2 separate regions of the Hordeum vulgare genome follow, and region 1 is linked to region 2. Evidence: chromatin contacts called from public Hi-C data. All regions are on one chromosome and are shown on one strand. The core of a region is the stretch at or near the end of the contact, and the rest is flanking DNA. Distances in the headings are between cores, read along the strand shown.

What was found. Hi-C and Micro-C count contacts between places; a contact is called where the count stands out from the background.
Region 1: a contact with region 2 is called in a Hi-C map of leaf, with 2.0 times the contacts expected there. The contact joins two enhancer-like sites. A contact is called at or near these places in 2 of 6 Hi-C or Micro-C datasets (leaf and seedling).

What each region holds. Positions count from the first base shown.
Region 1 is chr6H:180,554,395-180,557,357 of MorexV3_pseudomolecules_assembly, forward strand. No RefSeq gene overlaps it. Among protein-coding and RNA genes, the nearest start is that of LOC123404091, 80 kb to the right of the region's middle. Within about 2 kb of position 1,502, at least 1 of the 3 cell types and tissues checked has open chromatin away from gene starts, as enhancers often do. A contact at or near this core is called in leaf, where this site is marked.
Region 2 is chr6H:180,349,899-180,352,963 of MorexV3_pseudomolecules_assembly, forward strand. No RefSeq gene overlaps it. Among protein-coding and RNA genes, the nearest start is that of LOC123402382, 230 kb to the left of the region's middle. Within about 2 kb of position 1,578, at least 3 of the 3 cell types and tissues checked have open chromatin away from gene starts, as enhancers often do. A contact at or near this core is called in leaf, where this site is marked.

The DNA of each region.
Region 1 (2,963 bases), core at 252-2,751, 200 kb after region 2:
ACATGCTCGTCCACCACCGTTTGGTGTCGCGCTCCGACCTCCATGTTTGCATGTCCAACGCCCTCAATCTCAACCACTCTTTTACAATTCACGAGGTGCCCATAATGAATCGGCATTTGAAGTAAAGAAGATGCTTTGTCTCGTTTGCTCTCCTGCAAAGGGTGCAAATCCTGCGGGCTAACTTTGACTATAGTTGTTTAGTAAGATTTTATTTGCATGAGTAGTGACGGGAGGGAAATTTTTGATTTAACTGTGATTTTCTAAAGATTTAATTTAAATGAGTTAATGCAAGACGTTGTTTTGAAAAATTATCAATTTAATTGACTTAATACACATGTCATATGGGCCGTTTAAATTGGTTGCGTTTGACGTAATTTAGTGTTTGACGAGGGGTTGGCCGGAATGAGCGAGACTACAAACTCGCTTTTTAAGTACGAGAGATGTGATCGTTTTTCTCTATCTCAAATAGGTGGACCCTTTGTTTAATTGTAAATATGCGCTTGCATGTGAAAGGGAAAATGAGCCGGCTGACTTTACCAACTGTTAGAGTTTCCTGACATAATGATGATACTCATTTTTTTTTTAATTTTTTTTTTTGCGGGGAATGATGATACTCAAATCTTGTTACGTCTTTGTTCTCCTGCCAAATTTGAATCAAAGTTGGCGGCATGTACAATTATAAATTAGTACGCGTATGATGGGTACCTTTTTGTGATTATTACGGATATACGTATGCATGGACGTTTCAGGTTTGAGTAAATATACAGAGACCATGGTTTTGGTCAAGGACATGATGTTTTGACTAACAAGTTAGTTAGCCTTTCATATCGGAACAAGCCAAATTCTCGGCAGACTAAACTAAAAGGATATACGTGCGCGTTGATTTACATCACATCTGACGACTCGACTGCCCGACTCCGATAAATGTTAAGCAAGTTTTCTCGACATGCCGGACGCGCTCAACGCATTTGACTTGAACAACTACACTGATTTCAGCAGCGGAGGAAGAGAACAAGAACGACGGTTTCAATCACGTAGTATTGGAGGTAGGGTTAAAGACTGAAAAGTAGACAGAGACATAACCACTTTATTTTCTCACAAGAGAAACTGGCGCTTTCTTCTCTGTTTCGCTAGTTTCGGTGTGATTTGCATGCAGATATGTGCTGGCCATGGATATACGGATAGAAAAGTATATATCAAAGTTCGTGCAATGGAAGCAGATTCCTTGGGAACGTTTCGATGCAAATGCACTTTTAAAACACAAAAGAATGTTTTATATATCACATGTATTTGACACACACCTGAAAATCATTTTCTTTGTTTACAAATACTTGTTAAAAAAATGAATACAGAGAAAGTATTTCTATGGCTCAAGTTGATTGTGTGTCAACTTGAACCAGAGACAGCCGGAAAAAAGAAAAACTGAGCCGGAGACAACAGAGGCCACGACGTCCTTGAAAGAGCGAGCCAGGACGTGTGACAAACGACTGTTCGGTCAGTGGTATGCGGCAAAGGGTTGACGTGCATCCGCTTCGGCCGTCGATTTTTTATATTTCTGGCGACCAAGGTTTAGTCGACCTTCTTCTGTTTTTCATATATGTAAATTATCTTGAGTGGTTTTCATATATGTAACTAATTGGGTTAGGGTTCTCACGGGCCAGGTTGATGGAGAGGGGGCCAGAACTGAGCGCTAGCTCTCTGGTCGAGCCCAACTGCAAATTCACACCAGCCAGCTGTAACTGTTTTAAGCGTGGATAATGTTCTTTTGTACTCTCTCCGTCTTTAAATATAATTTTTTTAAAGGTTTTACCAATTCATTCATTTTGTTTCGTATGTAAACCTCTAGTGAAATATTTTAAAAGATTTATATTTAGAAGCGGAAGGAGTAACAAACTAGCTTATTGTGAATATATTCTTTTGCATAACAATTTACATATATCGATACGGATGGGTTAATAAAATAATATATCCTGACTCGTGAATCAAAGACCAGCACCTTGCTCTAGCTATATACGCTATCTAACTGGTCTTTAATCCCCCTTTGGAACGATTCGGCAGTTACTAAAGAAAATATTGAATCCGATCGAAGCATTACTTTCAGCAAGAATTTGGAATATGAGTATCGCATTTTGGCATCATGATGATTTATCCAATTGGTTCGACTCTTCCTTTTTGTTCCTGGCACAAAGTGGTGGTACTTGGTTGTTGGAGGAAGACGCAAGATTCATTTCCTCATGATGGAGGAATTGCAGCAACGGAATATATGACCTACTAGTTAAAATAGACACCAAAATAGGTATATCAGATTCTAGTTAGTCGGTGCATAGAGTTGCCACTTTGCAAGAGATCTATCTTCCACGATGACAGAACAAAGCGGTGCAAAGGAGCCCGAAAATCATCGGGTAACCTATATGCACATCATTATGCAACGTTGGTCTCCAAAGTGGTTTGAAAAGTTGCTCGCGCCCACACTCTCCCCCAACCCACTAGCCATCCATATAACCTACGCATACGCTTTGTAGGAAGCCACCTTTTATCAATCTGGTATCAGCTGTCTCAGGCCCGATCATGTTTGCCCCTCTGTCTACCGCCTCCCAACCGCCACCTGTCACCACCACGCCGCGAGCCCACTCAGGGCCGATCACCGACGCGCCACCACCCGCCACTGCATCCATCGTCTTCACGCCGGTAGAGATGACTGCGGTACTTCAGGAGCTCGGGTAGGCGATCGCGGGAATCCGCAACTTCCTCACGGGTCCCTATGGCCCGCCGCCGCCCGGCACCTTCACCACGCCCGTGACGTATCAGCAGCCGCAGTGGCTGCCGCCACCGTCGTGACCACCCCTCCCTCCCAGGGCGTCGCGCCTGCCGTCTCGGGAGCGCTATCGGGACCGCGGGTCCCCATCCACCAACTACGGTTCCCCCCGTCGCTGTCTACATTGCCGTCGTGGCTAGCCGGCTCC
Region 2 (3,065 bases), core at 328-2,827:
TGGTCCGATTTTAGAAGCTTCAATGTTTTTCTTTGGGTTTGTTTTTCATTGATTTTCACATCTTTCATTAGCTTTCTTTGTTTCATTTTGGTTTCTTTGTTTAGCTCAGTTTTTTTCTTGTTTTTTTATCCTTTTTTCAAATACATTTCAAATTTTCAATATGCATTTTACATTTTTATAGATGCATAACTTTTTTCGAAACACATTAAATATTTTTGTAATACATGATAAACATTTTTTCAGAAACATATTTTTAAATATATATTCAGATAAATACTAAATATTTTCAAGTACGCATTGAACATTCTTTTGAAAGCTATGAATCATTTTTAATCTACATGGACATTTCTTTTACACTATATAAAGTCTTTTACAATGTCACAATCATTTTCTTAGAACGGGTGAACATTTATTAGAAACGTTGTCTTAAGGATATGAAACATTTGTCCAAACTATGAAAATAGTTTTTTCTTTGCATAAACATCTTCAAAAAATCTGATGAATATATTTTTTGAAACGCATACAATGTTTTTTCAATGAATGAATAATATATTTTTTATTGTGTTAATAAAATTCAAAAACAATTGTCATATCATTTCCATAAAATGCGTGAATAATTTTTTAATGCTATCAACAATTTTGAAAAGTTGCACATATATTGTCAACACTGCACAAACATTTTTCTTAGTGGGAAGTGAACGTTTTTAGGGAATTAAGAAAATTAGTTTTGTATTTATATTTAGAATATTTGAACATATAAAAAATAGAAAGAAAATGGGCATCTCACGGTATGCCATGTGTTTTCTTTTGATCTTTTACATTTTCCTTCCTTCTTTTAGTTTTTTATTTCCGGTTTTGTTGTCTTTCCTCTTTATTTTTTTTCATTTCATTTTAATGTTTTTTAATTGTAAAATTCTCAAATAATTTTGCAATTATAGGATTTCTTTCTAATTCGGCGAACATGTTTTGATTTGTTTATATCTTGAATTCGTTTGAATTCTTGAACTTTTCTGATTGCATGAATATTTTTTAATATTTTTAAATACTGTGTAGATTCATGAGCATTGTTTTGAATCCTTAACATTCTATGAAATACGGGAACTATTCAAATTTGTGAATTTTTTTGTGAACCAGAGTATCTTTTTAAAATACGCGATAGTTTTTTTGAAATTCATAACATTCTTCAATAGATTTTTTTTTCTGAAATTTAGAATATTGATCTCCAAGAACATTTTTTAAATCCAATACTTATTTTTCGATCCTAGAACATTTCAAATTCTTTAACCATCTTAATAATTTCGATTACATTTTATGAATCTTGATCATTTTTTAAATTTAAATTTTTTTATAAAAAGTTGTGTGTCCGCCCCGCACTTTTTTAAAAATTTCAAATACATGTAAATTTTTGAATTTCTATTTTTGCATCCCAAACTTTTTTGATATTGGAATCCGTGATGTTTTTTTAAGTTAAACAAAGAAACCAAAAAAGTTGTGTGTCCGCCCCGCACTTGGGCTGTCCATAACACGGAGATGGGGAGGGGTGTGTGTGTGGGTTGGGGAGGGGGGGCTCGATTTCTTCCTTTCCTCCGTGCCATGTAGGGAATAGATGATGAATGTTGCCCATGAGGCAAAGCAAAAGCCGCCCCATTTCATGCCTTGCGACAATTGAGCCAGTCCTATCTAGAGACATATCTGCTATTAGTACGCCGCGGTCGTGTAGCGATTAAATTTTGTTTTGTTGTTTTCTTGTTTCATGCATAGGAGGTCGACGTGCCATTTCTAAACCAAAGCATGGGCGGCTGCTTACGTGGGCCAGACCAAACAATGTAAGCTGGAGGCTCAGGCGCGGCTGCCGCTTTGTCCGATGCTCAGGCACGGCTCGCCTGCATCGAGCCCAAACTGGCCCTGCCCTGTAGCAATAAGGCGTCATCCTTTTTTCCTTTAACTTTTTTGTTCTTATTAATTTTGTTTATATTTTGGAACACTTTAAACATATATACAAATGTTTTCTATAACCCGATGGTAGTTACCACCACTTGAGTTTTATATGTTGTATGTACTATTTATCAAATTTATGAGAATGTACGCGTAGTATACAGTATTTGAAACATATTTTAGGTGTATACGGGATATGTATAACATGATTGAAAAAACTAGAAATTTTAATAATGTGTACCAAAAAGTTTTAACCATGTGTATGAAAAAAGTCTGTGACAATTTTAAAATGTCATATGCTTAAAAATTTGTACTGAAATTTAGAAAATGCTTATAAAACCTAAACAAATTCTGTGTGTTTCATGAAAATGTTTCGTACATTCAAAATAATAGTATGTGACATTTAATAAATGATTGTCAAGTTTAAATAATATATTCGTGACATTTTCAAAAGTAATCGTACAGTTTACAAATATGTTTGCATAGTAAAAATTAGATTTTTTTATCACTCAGAAAAATATTGAGCACGTATTGAAAAAAATGTTTGAACACGGATTTGAAAAGGAATATTCACAACATGTTTTGGTAAAATTGTTAAATATGTATTTGAAATATATGAAACGAGTATTAAATATTATATTACATGTATGACAAAGTAGATATGTGTTGAAAAAAAGGAAAAAATCCCAACAACGAAATAAAAGACCGAAAAACAAAAATAAAATAAATATAAATAGAAAAACAGAAAAAGAAAATAAAGGTAACCAGTGCATAAAAACAAACAAAACTGAAAACATAGTGAACAAAGAATGAAAAATGAAGAATGCCGGTGAAGAAAAAAATAAAACCGAGAAAACAACAACTGAAAGACGAATAATCAATGGTCAGCGACTAAACACGACGCAACTGAAGCTGTCTGGTGACACAGCTAATGCGACACGACGCGACTGGAACTGTGTCGCCCGTGGGCGATTCCTATGTGGAATCGGTATGGACGACATATATCTGTCGCGCTCGCGAGTGAGGGAACTCCTAGCTGCCGCTCGCTGCGGCAGGGGACGGTCCCACATACAGAGGACGCCTTACTGGGCCAGCCCAACTTTTTTTTTCTAAATAAGTTGTACAATTTC